3 separate regions of the Mus musculus genome follow, and all the other regions are linked to region 3. The links are chromatin contacts, called in public HiChIP or PLAC-seq maps. All regions are on one chromosome and are shown on one strand. The core of a region is the stretch at or near the end of the contact, and the rest is flanking DNA. Distances in the headings are between cores, read along the strand shown. Region 1 has its middle 18 kb from the start of Gm40044. Region 2 has its middle 3.8 kb from the start of Gm29230. Region 3 overlaps Slc7a11 (solute carrier family 7 (cationic amino acid transporter, y+ system), member 11).

What was found. HiChIP or PLAC-seq counts read pairs in DNA pulled down with a chosen protein or histone mark.
Region 1: a contact with region 3 is called in a FOXA1 HiChIP or PLAC-seq map of pancreatic cancer cells. The contact joins two enhancer-like sites. A contact is called at or near these places in 2 of 115 datasets of contacts at active chromatin or transcription factors (bone marrow-derived macrophages and pancreatic cancer cells).
Region 2: a contact with region 3 is called in an HNF4G HiChIP or PLAC-seq map of pancreatic cancer cells. The contact joins two enhancer-like sites. A contact is called at or near these places in 1 of 115 datasets of contacts at active chromatin or transcription factors (pancreatic cancer cells) and 1 of 9 other capture datasets (embryonic stem cells).

What each region holds. Positions count from the first base shown.
Region 1 is chr3:51,200,100-51,204,301 of GRCm38.p6, forward strand. No RefSeq gene overlaps it. Among named protein-coding and RNA genes, the nearest start is that of Gm40044, 18 kb to the right of the region's middle. Within about 2 kb of position 1,757, at least 45 of the 459 cell types and tissues checked have an H3K27ac peak or open chromatin away from gene starts, as enhancers often do. A contact at or near this core is called in pancreatic cancer cells, where this site is marked.
Region 2 is chr3:51,090,962-51,095,343 of GRCm38.p6, forward strand. No RefSeq gene overlaps it. Among named protein-coding and RNA genes, the nearest start is that of Gm29230, 3.8 kb to the left of the region's middle. Within about 2 kb of position 1,575, at least 49 of the 459 cell types and tissues checked have an H3K27ac peak or open chromatin away from gene starts, as enhancers often do. A contact at or near this core is called in pancreatic cancer cells, where this site is marked.
Region 3 is chr3:50,386,698-50,390,962 of GRCm38.p6, forward strand. The region is part of intron 6 of Slc7a11 (solute carrier family 7 (cationic amino acid transporter, y+ system), member 11); the gene reads right to left. Among named protein-coding and RNA genes, the nearest start is that of Slc7a11, 55 kb to the right of the region's middle. Within about 2 kb of position 1,799, at least 19 of the 459 cell types and tissues checked have an H3K27ac peak or open chromatin away from gene starts, as enhancers often do. A contact at or near this core is called in pancreatic cancer cells, where this site is marked.

The DNA of each region.
Region 1 (4,202 bases), core at 507-3,006, 810 kb after region 3:
ATGCTGGGTAGGTGCAGATATGCAGGTGAGTGCCGTGCCAGAGGAGGCCAGAAGAGGGCATCAGTTCTCCTGGACCTACAGTTACAGGCAGTTGTAATCTCCTTGCTGACCATGGGTGCTGGGAATTAAACTGGGGTCCCCTCCAAGGGCAGTACACCCTCTTAACCCCTGAGTCACCTCTTCTAGCCCTCGTGTATGTTACTTAGACTCCCTATGTCGGCCCCATTCCCTTATCCACTTTCTAATGACTATTTGTGTGCTCATTTCTGAAGCTAGCTGATTTCCCACCCAGTAATGTCTGAATTCCATACAAGCAATGGAATTTCCATCCTAAGCTAACTCAGCTTCTCTTGTGCTGCCCTGGAAACGGCTAGTGTGCCAAAGCTGGCTGCTCTGTCCTGGAAAACAGGTTTGGTCACCGAGAAAGCAGGGAGGGTGCCCTCATGTCACCCACAATCCCACACAAAAGGGAGCAAATGTCAGTCCACCCTCCCTCCTGCCTCTCTCTAAGGAAGGGAATTCAACCCAAACTCTGTCCCCCGGGAAGAAAACAGAATTTTGCTTTTTTTTTTTTAGACAGAGTCTCAAGTGCTAATGCAGGACTCCATATATATGTGGGGGGGGGGGGGCAGTGACCTTGAAGTTCTGCTTCTGACTGCCAAGTGCCGGGATTCAAACCCAAGTTGTCATGCATGCTAGGAGCTCTAACCACTGAGCTACATCCTCGGCTCCCAAAAGAGCCAAGGGTTTTGTTTTGTTTTAAAGAAGGGAGCTCAGAATCACAGAACCGATGACTCAGAGCTTGACAAACGTGTAAAATTAGAACTACCTACAGAGTGGCATTAGTTTATCGTTTATGAGACCACACCAAGCTACAGCAATCATAAAAATGAGAAGGAATCCACACCTTCTGGCAACAGCTAAGGTGATCTGGTTGGAAACAAAGCAAACAAAACTTCTCAATACAGCCAGTGCTGAGGTAAGAGAGCTGTGAATAACCTGACCCTTGTATCTGCAGGGCCCAGAGCACCTCCTCCTCCAGCAGCCAATACAGAAAGGCCAAAGTCATGTATAGTACTAAAGGCTCCGGGCTGGACTGAGCTCTGGTCGATAGAAAATGCCATCAATGCGTAGTCGAGCAAGAGGGAACGATTGACTTGTACATCTGACAAGGCAGGGAGTGAGACTTGTATTTCAATCGTGTCTGAGCAACATTTCACCAGCTCCGGCAGCCCCTGTGTGATCAGAAATAGATTCTGCTAGGTGGACTAGCTCACTCCCAGAATCCTTAGATGTCTGAGAAATAGGGTGTCAGGGGAGCAGAAACGCCCAGAGAGGGGTGTTATGAAGCTTGAGTTAGGAGAGAGATTCATGTTGCAGCGTTATAGAACAAAATACTCTGAGGTTCACAAGACAGGGGCCTGTCTGCCTGACTGGGAGCTTGTAACCTACAGACAAACGCGAACGTAGTAACAAGGAGTTTGACATTAGAAGCCGAGCATAGCTACCCCATCTGAAGAAGCCAAGGCTGTACCTATTGTGGTACAAGAGCACAGACTGGCTGGGGACTCGCCAGCCTCATGGTCTGCTCTATCAGATGGGTGAGCCCATCCCTAGGTTCTGAAACCTCTCGCTCTGGCTAACCAACAATATTCTGGAGAAATCACTGAACATGCTATTTTAAGACTGAGACGGGGCTCGGTAGATCGCTCACCTAGCATGCACGGAGCCCTATGTTCCACTCCAAGCATTGAATAAGCCAGGTGTGGTGGTGAACACGTGACGTCCCAGCTCTCAGGAGACAGAAGCTGGGGATCAGAGCGCCTCAGCTACGGGGTCATCCTCAGCTATGGAGAAGGGCGGGAAGGTTGGAGGGAGAGAGGGGAGGGAACAAAGGAAGAAGAGAGGGAGAGAAATGCCGTTTTAAAAAGAAAATACTCTTTAAAAAGAGTGTTTCTGGGGATGGACACAGACGTGGCATTTCATTACCGTGTACGAAACCCATGAAATGTTCCATCTTTACCTTGGAGAAGGTTCAAGGTAAACTAACTGTGCTGACTCAGACCTGGCTCAGTTTCGAGAGTGACAGTCTCGTCCACAGCAGGCTGCCTATGGTGGCTTTGGGCTAACGCTTGAGGGGAAATTCAGTTTTGCTCTCGCTATGTTTCCCTGGGGAAGGTGTTGGAAGCTGAACCTAGGGCCTTGTACAAGCAAGCATCCACGGTGACAGGAAGCTTCACTTGAAACCCAGTCAAGTTAGCATTTACTGTCTGGCTCCCAGTATGCTCAGCAGAAGTTGGGGGGCATCTTGTATCTATAGATCATGGCTCCATCTCCCTTCCCCATATGAGCTTCAAGACTTCTGTTTAATCCTCAATCTGCTCAGCTCTGGTCCTCAGACCAACCACCCTCTGGCATCCTCCCTCCCACGCTGCGGTAGCTTTCGGCCTTTCAGTGAGCTCTTTATCAAAGCTACAGGGATAATAAATTACATCCCAGCTCTGTAGTTCTTTGGTATTGGGCATCATATGTTCAGGGATAGGCTTCACGGCACCTCCTTATTCTGAGCCCTATAATTTGACCATCTAGATGACCAAGTAGGCCCTGCCTTTAGGCAGGTGCTGCCTGCCCCTTTGCCCTGTCCTAGGTTGCCCTTGCCTCTTGGCCAGCTGCCTGGATCTTGGCGGAGGTTGATATAGGGCCGCTCTGAGTACTAGCAATCTAAGGGTACATGAGTCCACTGGGCAGCTGGCCTCTGACCTTGTGCTTCTGGGTCTCCGTTGCACCACTTGGATTTTTCTGACCTCTATCCTTCTTCCAGCCCCGGATGGAAAATTCTGAAGAGAAGGAAAAATCTTAGGGCTCTCCAGAAGAGCCAACCAATAGGAGGAGACACAGGGGGATCTCTGGCGAGATTTACCAAGAGGCGTCAGCTCTCCAGCTGTGGAGAGTAATATGCCCACAATGTGCTGCCTCCAAGGTGGAGACCCAGGAATGTCAGCCCTGTGGTTTCAGTCCAAACTTAGGGAGGGAGTGGAAGGGAGGAAAAGGAAGGGGAAGAGAGGGGAGGAGAGAAGAGCACAAGGCGGGTGGGGGGAAGCAGTCTAACCATGTAGGGGCATCTAGAATATAAACATAAAACTCCCTTTCATGCCTCCTCGGACCTTATAGAAGTGGGACTCCTCACTCTTGTATCAGAAGGGGACATAGTTAACAGCTCACAGTGGTTCTGTGCACATGTACATGCAGAAGTGTTTTGAATGCTGTAATGTGTGTGTGTGTACATAGATTTGTATATATAGTGCTTGTGTATTTGAATATGAGAGGGCCATAGAGCGAGCATGGCAATCGGAGAACAACTTATAGAAGTCAGTTCTCTCCTCCCTTTCTGTGGCTCTGAGAACTCGGGTCATCAAGCTCCAAGCTGAGCTGTCTCACCAGTCCTTTTCCACATATTTTATTGTGTATATTGGATTACATACAGTGTTGCTCTTGAGGTGGCTTGCTGTTAAACCAGGAGCCCATATGTCAGGGATCCAGGCACAGCCTTGTCCCCTTCAGCAGCACAGTGATGCTGAGGTCTCATCGGGCGCAGCCTTGTTCAGGCTCCTGTCCCTGCAAACATGTTGCAGTGAGGACCACGTGCACTGCGCACATGCTGCCGGATGGGTAGGTGTGCATGCTGGTGGGTCTGTACTATAAAGTCACCGTCCCCCAGCTAGCCCATCACACCTACTGTGCTCTCTGGAAGCTTTCACCCAATCACTTTCCCTAAACTACTGCAAGCAGGAGGGCTCCCAGCAGTGAATGCGAGAATACATTTTTTTATTTTATATGGAGGAAATTTGTGAACGAATTTCCCTATTGTGGAGCAATCACTCACTGGGGTCTTGCCGTTTTATGCAGCATAGTCATCCTTAGGGAGAGCTCCTGGCAGAGACAGCATTATGTAATGGTGAGAACCTGCCACCACAAGTCAGTGCCATGTAAGTCCAGAAGGTCATGTAAGCCACCTTTGCACGCTTACTAATGACGTAGGAGCTGTTTTGAAATACCCCACAGTGACCCTGCCAATTGAACGTAGTTCTTATACTTCAGTTCCACATCAAGTTTTTGCTAAGTGTCAACCAGTATTAACTAATCCACTTCCATATAAATGGGTGATGAAAATTAATCTTTTCACTAAAAACAATAATTTTTTA
Region 2 (4,382 bases), core at 325-2,824, 700 kb after region 3:
ACCTGACAAGTCCAGATTGATCACCAGTATTGTGGTGGAAGGGGAGAAGAGACTCTCACAAGCTGTCCTTTGACCTCCACAAGTGACCTCCACAAGCATGCACACACAGACACATATTCACATGCATACACACACACATGCATGCATACACACAACACATATACACATACATACAAATAACTGTAAAAAATACAAATTTTATATTTGGACAAATTTTGTACTCTGGACTGGTCCAGAGTACAATTTTTTGCCTATTCCCAGATCCTTTTACTATTTACATCTGAGTTACAAATTTTAACTTTTTCTAATCTAAAAAAAAAAGGAAAATCAAGTCCTTAAGAAAATGTGTGCTGTAGAATTTGTTTAATAGCAGATTTTCATGGACTGTCAGGCCTGTTTTAAGTGTCTTCCTGGTGTCTTGACAGGAATTTAACACTAACTGAGTAGCCACAATTTTCCTGATTTGATCCAGAACAAATGATGAGGGAATTTCACAAAGGCATAGCTACCTTTGACTTCAGGCCAATGGTGTCATTTCTAAAGGCGATATTCTCAGTGAAAACTTTGCTTATATAAGAACACAAGGAAAGAGGCTGGAGGAGAAAAGATGGTCCATCTGTGAAATGACCCCATGAGTAGGTCAGTCTGGCCTCCGTCCGTACAGCTGACAAACTGTTGAGTAAGCAGAGATGGCCCTCTGATTTAGCTCTGGGGGCATCATTCCAGACTGAACTTGGCCATTAATCAGCATTACATATACCTTATTGCTCAATCGTCTTAGCAATTACTTAGGAGACAAAATAGGTCCTGACTCTTAAGCTTGAAGAAAGCATAAATCTGGAAGAGATACTTCATGCTCTGAATTCCAGATTACTCCAGCCTTCTTACCTGTTCAGGGCAATGAAAGGAGTTTAATATGAGATAGTACAAAGATAAGCATCTTCTTGATTTAAGTGGGCAAAATTAGATATATTATGTTTTATTAGAAGTCATGAAAGATCAGAAGGGTCTTAATTAGTTGTAAAACTAGTACAAGCCAGTGTGTTGTGACTAATCAACATATCAATTCAACTTTAAGAGGCATTGATAGAGATCTAGTCCAAGGTTGAGGTAATATTTTCCTGTATTGTGGTCAGATGTCAACACCATTCAGAGAAAAGAGTTAAAACAATCTCTGCTGTCAGTGCACGAATTTAAATGAGTGGAGTGATTCATGCTTTGTGTCCTCATCTGAAAATGGAAATAACAACAGCTGACAAACATATCTCATAAAATTATCAAATCAAATGAGTCACTTCCATAAAAGCGTTTTTGAAAATCACAAAGTGCCATTGTACTGGACATCTGCTGTTGGTTAACCCACAACCATCCGCCTCTTGCTGATGGACACAGCCCAGCATCCCACAGGTAGCCTCGGCCCTACTACTCACCACCCACAGAATCTCAGCCCTACCCAAGAGCCCCACATCAGCGTTCAAGCTGCCATGCCAACCCAGGCACAGCCAGTGACACTACACCAGGGCTGCTGGGGAAGATGTTTGCTTTTCCTAGTCACATCTTAGTCAAACAAGAAGTTGAATCTTGCAGTACCATCTGACTACCAGGGAAATGTCAGCCGAAAGATGAAGCTGGACTGTGCAGGGCTTGGTGACTCATGCCTGTAATCCCAGCATGTGGAGGACAGAGACCGGAGGGGTCAGGAGTTCAAGACAGTCCTCAGCAGCATATGAGTTTGAATTTGGGCTAAGGAAACCTTATCTCAAAAACAAACAAAAACTTGGCAGTGAAGCAACCCAAACGCAAGTGGACACAGCCCAGCATCCCACGGGTAGCCTCGGCCCTACTCCTTACCATCTGCAGAATCTCAGCCCCACCCAAGAGCCCCACATCAGCGTTCAAGCTGCCATGCCAACCCAGGCACAACCAGTGACACTACACCAGGACTGCTGGGGAAGATGTTTGCTTTTCCTAGTCACAGCTTAGTCAAACAAGAAGTTGAATCTTGCAGTACCAACAGAAACCCGCCCCCATGAGCCCCTTATTTGATAGACCTGCTCAGACCTGCCACCTGATGTCCACTCTCTGCTTGGATTGTCTAGACTCTAAGCCCTTCAACTATCCCTCAAGTCAGTTGAACAAGCTCTCTGTGTCCCTTTCAGCAGGAACAGAACTAACATTGTGCATTCATTCAAAGTCGTAGGAGAGTTATTCAAATATATGGAAATAATAAATGAGTGTATTCAGATGGAGATTGGGTAGGTACATTTTAGATAGAAAGAGATTAAAATCAAATCTATAAAATAAGGCATGAAAGGAGAGGGGGGACTTTTGGAGGGTGGAGAACGAGACCAACAGGCTGCTGTTGAAGACAGCATCACTGAGGTCAATGGAGGGCAAAAACACCATCAAGGCACAGGTCCCACATGGGCAAAACGTCCTACCGTAACCTATTATGTTTAGATTTTTGTTGTATTATCAGAATTATATTGGGTAGAATTATCATACTATATTAGGCGTGTCATGAACATTAGAATTATGTTTCATTATCTTGGATCCTAAGGCTTGCATAAGGAGTTATATAAACACTTTCTAAAAAGAAATTTTTATGTTTGCATTATGCTCCTGGGACATCCATGTCTCCAGACTACCCCATGGATGCGTCCTTGTCCTGCTGAGCTAATGGCCAGACTTCTAACTGCAACAGTGATGCCCATCTCTGATTAATGAGACCATCCCATTCCTCACCTTCTTTCATGGCTCCCATTACAATTTCAATCAGAATGTTGATGAAGTCCCTCTATTGCCTCTCCAGGAGTACATCTACTGCCAAGTGGTGGCTTAAAAACAATACTCACCCTGAGAGAAAGTGAGAGAAATGGCTTCTCACTCGCCCACAGTAAGATCCAGATGGCATGTGGAGAAATTATAGCATTTTCTGAACCAAGGTATCTACCCAAATCATCTGTCCCAGGGGCTGATAATGGGTCACACCTTACCTACTCAAGTTTTATTACAAATGTCTTTGTCAATAAAGTTTTATTTGAATGTGGCTGTGCCTTTCTGTTATGTTATTTTTCTGACTCTGTACAGCAGCAAAATTGAATAGTTGTGACAAAGATTATATTAATTACAAAGGCTAGAATATATATTATATGGCCATCTACAGGAGAAAGTTAGTAGCCCGAAATCTAGTCTAATCCTACTTTTGAGAAAGACTCTTAGACCCATAAAGACTAACTAATAAGAGACACAAAGCCAAACCTAAGTTTATTCCACAAGGCAGTATATTCAGGTTCTATTCCTATCTGCCTATTAGTTCGTAGATACTGTGTAGAGTGGTATCATGCTTTATATTCATATTGAACCCCACACTGAACACTGAAGACTCCACTAAAACTAGTTAAATAGTTGAGCATGGTAGTGCGTGCCTATAATCTCAGACTCTGGAGGCTGTAGCAGGAGTATGAGTTCAAGAGCAGTCTGAGAAACATAGTGAGCCCCTGTCTCCAAACAGAACCTAACTAGGCAACAGGGGTTAAATAAAGAACCATGTGGGGACTTCAATGGAAACCATCTCCTCTTCTAGCCACAAATGAATCACTAGCAGACACCAAACAGACATCTATGATATATGTAAAATGATACCAGCGCCCACCTCACAGAGCTGATGGTCAGATGGGATGAAAAGTAAGGGCTATAGAGACAGCATCCAACACACAGTAAACACTGAAACAGGCTAGGTTATATGAGGGCAGTCATAAAGATGGAGTCTCATCTGCCGAACTACAGATTTGTCTTTGGTTCTGCAGAATCAGTGGGGACAGTACAGGAGGTGAGTTCCAATGCAATGTCTGCAGATGACTGGGCTCATCTTTGAGTGCCAGCACCCAAGGAAGTGAGACTGGAAATGAGGGCATGTGTTCCCCATGTACAAGGCCCATGGAGCTGGAAGGACAAAGAGAAGATTCTCTCCCTCTGCTCTTTTAAAAGGTAAGTGGAAGCCTGGCAGTGTGTCGTTCAGCACTGCAGGGGAGGATGCATCTATGGCCAAACGTGTTACCTGACTCTCCTCACAATAGACAATGTTAGCACCCAACACTCTGTCTGTAGGGATTGCCTGTGGAGAGCGCTCAGCAGCATTCTGTGTGCAATGAATGAGGACTTTTAGCAAGAGGCAGAAATCTTTCTACCACCCAGCCTGGCTTCTGCAAAAGAATTACGCTTATAATGTTTTTTGTTTGATTATATGGGAGGGGTATGTATATCCATGTATGTATGTGCACATGTGTGTGCAGATTAATACATGTGAAGGCCAGAAGTCAGTGCTATGCATCTTCCTTTGCTCTCCACCTTACTTTTCTATGTAGGTCTTTCAGTGAACC
Region 3 (4,265 bases), core at 549-3,048:
GCTGAGAACAGGCTAAACCAGGCAGTCAGCAACTGCCATTCATTATGCTGCTTGCAGCCTGACACTTGCCCTGATCCCCAAAGCCTTCAGCCTTGACCTCTAAATCCTGGCATCAGAACATGAAAGCAGCAGATGTTCTCTATCCCCAGTGTGAAGAGGGTCCTGTGGAATTTCCCTGTGAGCACTAGAACAGACCTTGCTAGCCGTAATTGATATGTGCTAAATTTAAATCAAAAGAAAAAAAAAGTCACCAAGACAATGAAATACAAGGCAGTGGAACAATTAAAGATGAATTCTATGTCTCTGGGACGCATGACAAAGCAGAGGGGTAAGAAGGAAGACTGAGGCTTGCCCATTCTTAGCCAGTTCACTGAATTATTTTGAACTTGGGATCTTTCCGCCTGCATAGTAGCCCCACCTGGAGAGTACGCACTTTCTGTAAAGAAAGATGGATACACAGAGAAAGGGTAAAACAGACCCTCCATTTCTTTCAAGCACACGGTTGACTAAGGTATGTCAAGGTTCTATTAATAAAAGCTGAATTGGCCTTGCTCAGCACAGTGTGATGACTAACTTGAGCAAGAAAAAAAAATAATAATAAAAGTAAGATCACACTATATAATTCTGAAAAAAATAACAGAGAAATGCATGTGAAACTTGAGAGTATGGTCCTCCAGCATAGAACTGAGCCTCCTCCCCCTAGCCCTTGAAGCCAGCCTCCATGCCTTTCTTGGGTTGAGTGGGCCTCAATGGGGCTTTCAGTATCTTAGCAGAGGGCAGGCTTAGCCAACGTAGCCTTCTAGGTTAGCCCTGCTTTCTCACTGTGCCACTACCAAACAAAGCAACAGCTGGTCCAGCCATTGGGCTGCTCCGCCCACCACCACCGCCCCGCCCCCCCCCCCCCCCACACACACACACACAATGTTCTGTTAAGCATTTTACATATCTGCCTCACTTTATCCTTGGAAAATCCTGTGAGCTGGAAATATAAGCGCTGTTTTATTTATGAAGGAATGAAGTCTTTGGGGTTTAAGCACCTGTCCAAGGATACCCATGCTGGAAAGTAGAAGCGGGATTTGGATGTGTGCATGACCTAACTTGAAATCAAGGCATTTTAATCCTGAAGCATATACGGCTTCCTGAGCTCTACTAATGTTTGTGAAAATTAAACCGTAGAATATTAAGTAAGCTAGCTGAAAAGGTTTTATCAAGAGTACATTTCTCACAGGTTTGCTGGAAATGGAGGGAAAAAAATTCAGAGATTTTATTTTTTTTAGCACGTTTCTGTAGAGCCCAATTGGTAATGCCAGGAGAATGGTCTCATCATTTATTATTATTGTTGTTGTTGTTGTTGTTTAAAAGGAAAATGTTCACTTGATGAATTTCTCCAGATGTGTCTGTATATAAAAGGGAGAAGCATCAGTGTGCTTGTCAAATAAGTTGTAATGAGTTATTAAGAAAAGTGCTTTGATAGCTCTCTGGGGGGGGGGGGGGTAATCGCAGCACCTGAAATAAGAGTACAAAAAGAGAAAGGTTGTGATCCGGAGCACACTATACCGTGATTCTCTCTAATTAGTTCAAACAAAGCCACAGGAACTGGAGACACTGTGGCTCCAGAGTCACTAGCATTGCTGACTGTCCTCAGGTTCCTTTCCACTTTGTGGGAAGGGGTGGGGGTGGGGCAGATTTTTGTGGTTGCCTTGGCATAAATAACATCCTTCACAAAGGCGAGCAGCTGACCTGATCGGGGCTGGGCACCGTGTGGTTAAGTCCTGGTTACAAGTATCAAAGCACAAGAACCTCCGGGTGAGCCGATAAAAGCTATTAGGCCACATCAGAGCGATCTTCCTGGAGGCTTTAGATGCAGAGGGCAGATAAGCGTGGTTAGAAACCCAAGAGGAAGGCCAGCAGCACAGGAAACGAAATTGATTAGAGGAAAGAGAGGAGAGGCCGTGGGTATATCAAAGCTTCTAAATTACTGAGAGTTGGCCATCAGTCCTAAACAGCAGCTTCAGCGTTGTGGTAAGTTTGAACAGCGCGCATCCGTAAGCCCTCCGCTCTCTCGGGTATTCGAACATGTCAATGATGAACAAAACACAAGTCTACTGAGAAGAGTTCCTTCATCCTCAAGAGCCTTCCACCATCTCGTCTGCTTTTTTCCGATCAACGGGCAATAAGTATGTGTACCTGATATTTTTATTAGTTGAAAATTGTCGTCAAAATCATCTTAGTCTCCCCACTGCTTAATTTAAATTGGCATCTCTAGCCAGGCCCACACACCCAGGAGAATGTTTCATTCTTTGAGGCTACTGACCTGGAACTCTGAAATGACTGCTTGGGAGCTCCTTTCCATTTCTGGTTGTTATGGGTGATGGCTCACTTTTCAAAGGTGATGGGTAGAGATTTCCTCTTTTAGAAATCTGTATAGCCTCCAGTCCCCCCCACCCGCCCCCGCCCAACAAAGACCATTGATATTGAAGTGGAAGTGTGGCATTTCAGATCTATGTGGAATGATACATAAAAATAAATAAAATTCACAACTGTAAGAGTTAACTTCTATATTCTTCTGGGCAGAGAAGCCAAGGCTCACAGAGTTCAGTGACATGGAACAAGGTCACAGAAGCAGTGCGTGGAGAGCTGGAAGCCAAACCCAGCCCTCTTGGTGCTTCGAACTCCCAGAGCAACATTTGTGCCAATGATATCTGGTGCTTAGTGATAAATTTTATGTCAACTTCAAGGTCCATAGATACATATGTTTTATATAACTGTTACATCACATGCCTGTGTCTGTGACTTCGAACCGACTGTCACCCACCACACGTGGAGAAGCTCTTAAGTATGTTGTGCTTAAGCTCCAGGGAGAGTTTCCAGGAGTTCAATTTAACCAGGAGCTATTGCTGTAAAATCAGAGTGAGTAAACCTCGCTTGACGCTTTAGCAGGTCAAAGAAACATCAAAGTTAAGGAAGTTTTGATTCTCAGATAACCAGAGTAGTGCCCTGATCACTTGAATTTAGGATGGTCCAAGGTTGTTTCATAACATGAACAAAGTCTTCCAAGACTGTTATGAATCAAGTCTGCTATCTCTGCTACAAGGACCTAGAACTCAGTGTCCTCGAGGGATGCGCTCTTCTGTTTGAGTTGTATAGCTGGACATGATGGCAAACAATTCAGTCATTTAAAAAACAAACAAACATAAAAAACAAAAACAAAAAATCCACCCACCTACTCTCCCATGCTCTGGAACCTTCTACGTGGTTCATGTTTCAACTCTCTATTTAATATTTCAATACATAAATTTGGCATTCACCAAAAGAAATTTTTAAAAAATCATGAATGATCAAAAAGAGCAAAAAAATAGCAATGCTTTTATGTGAAATAAATAACTCGTGTTTCTCAAGGATGTTTAAAAGTCTGATGAAAAAGTGGGAAATGGGAGACTTGGCTCTTATGTAGTTAAATGCGGCAATGCTTTATTGCAATATAAAGTATTTATAATCATATTAAATACCTTCCAATTCTAACTATTTATTTTAGAGACATACTTGTTTCAGATTTTCTGTATACTGACCCTGCAGGGACTTTCAAAGATTTATATGATTTTTTTTTCACAGATTTAACCAAGAAATAATTCAAACATTATTACCTCTCTCATTTAGACTCACCAACTTACTTTTTGTAGAGTTGTCATATATTTTATTATCACTGCTATTAATTTTTTAAATTCTTCAGACTTTAGTTGTGTATTATAGATCAAATGTTAATGAGTTTAAAAAGCTTTATGTGCACATCTTACTCACATGTTCTGAGTCTTAGTCATAGCAATATCTTAAGCAACCCCTCAATGTTGGACTGCCTAATATGTCTACGTACTTCCTCACACTCTTAGCAAGGGGGGGGGGCAATTATAACTGTCATTGACAATTTCCCAATGTTTGAGTTCATATGCATCTCCTACTTTTTGTTTTCAGTGATTTTTACCTCGTTAATATTTAGTGTAGTATGGCTACATCTCTAGTTATCCATTAAGCACGGGAATGGGCTTTTAAAAGATAAAAAAGAAACACGTTTGGGTAGATGTAGCAAACTACTGAGAAGATGCAATTTGACAGTTAAAAGGAAAAAAAACTTATCAGGAAGAAAATACCAGATGAGCCTGCTTAACGTCCTTAAAGGATTCATGTTCACGCCTAATGACCATTCTGGGTCACAGTTGAACACACCGACACAAGAAGCACATTGTGACAAAAGAACAGACAAAGATGCC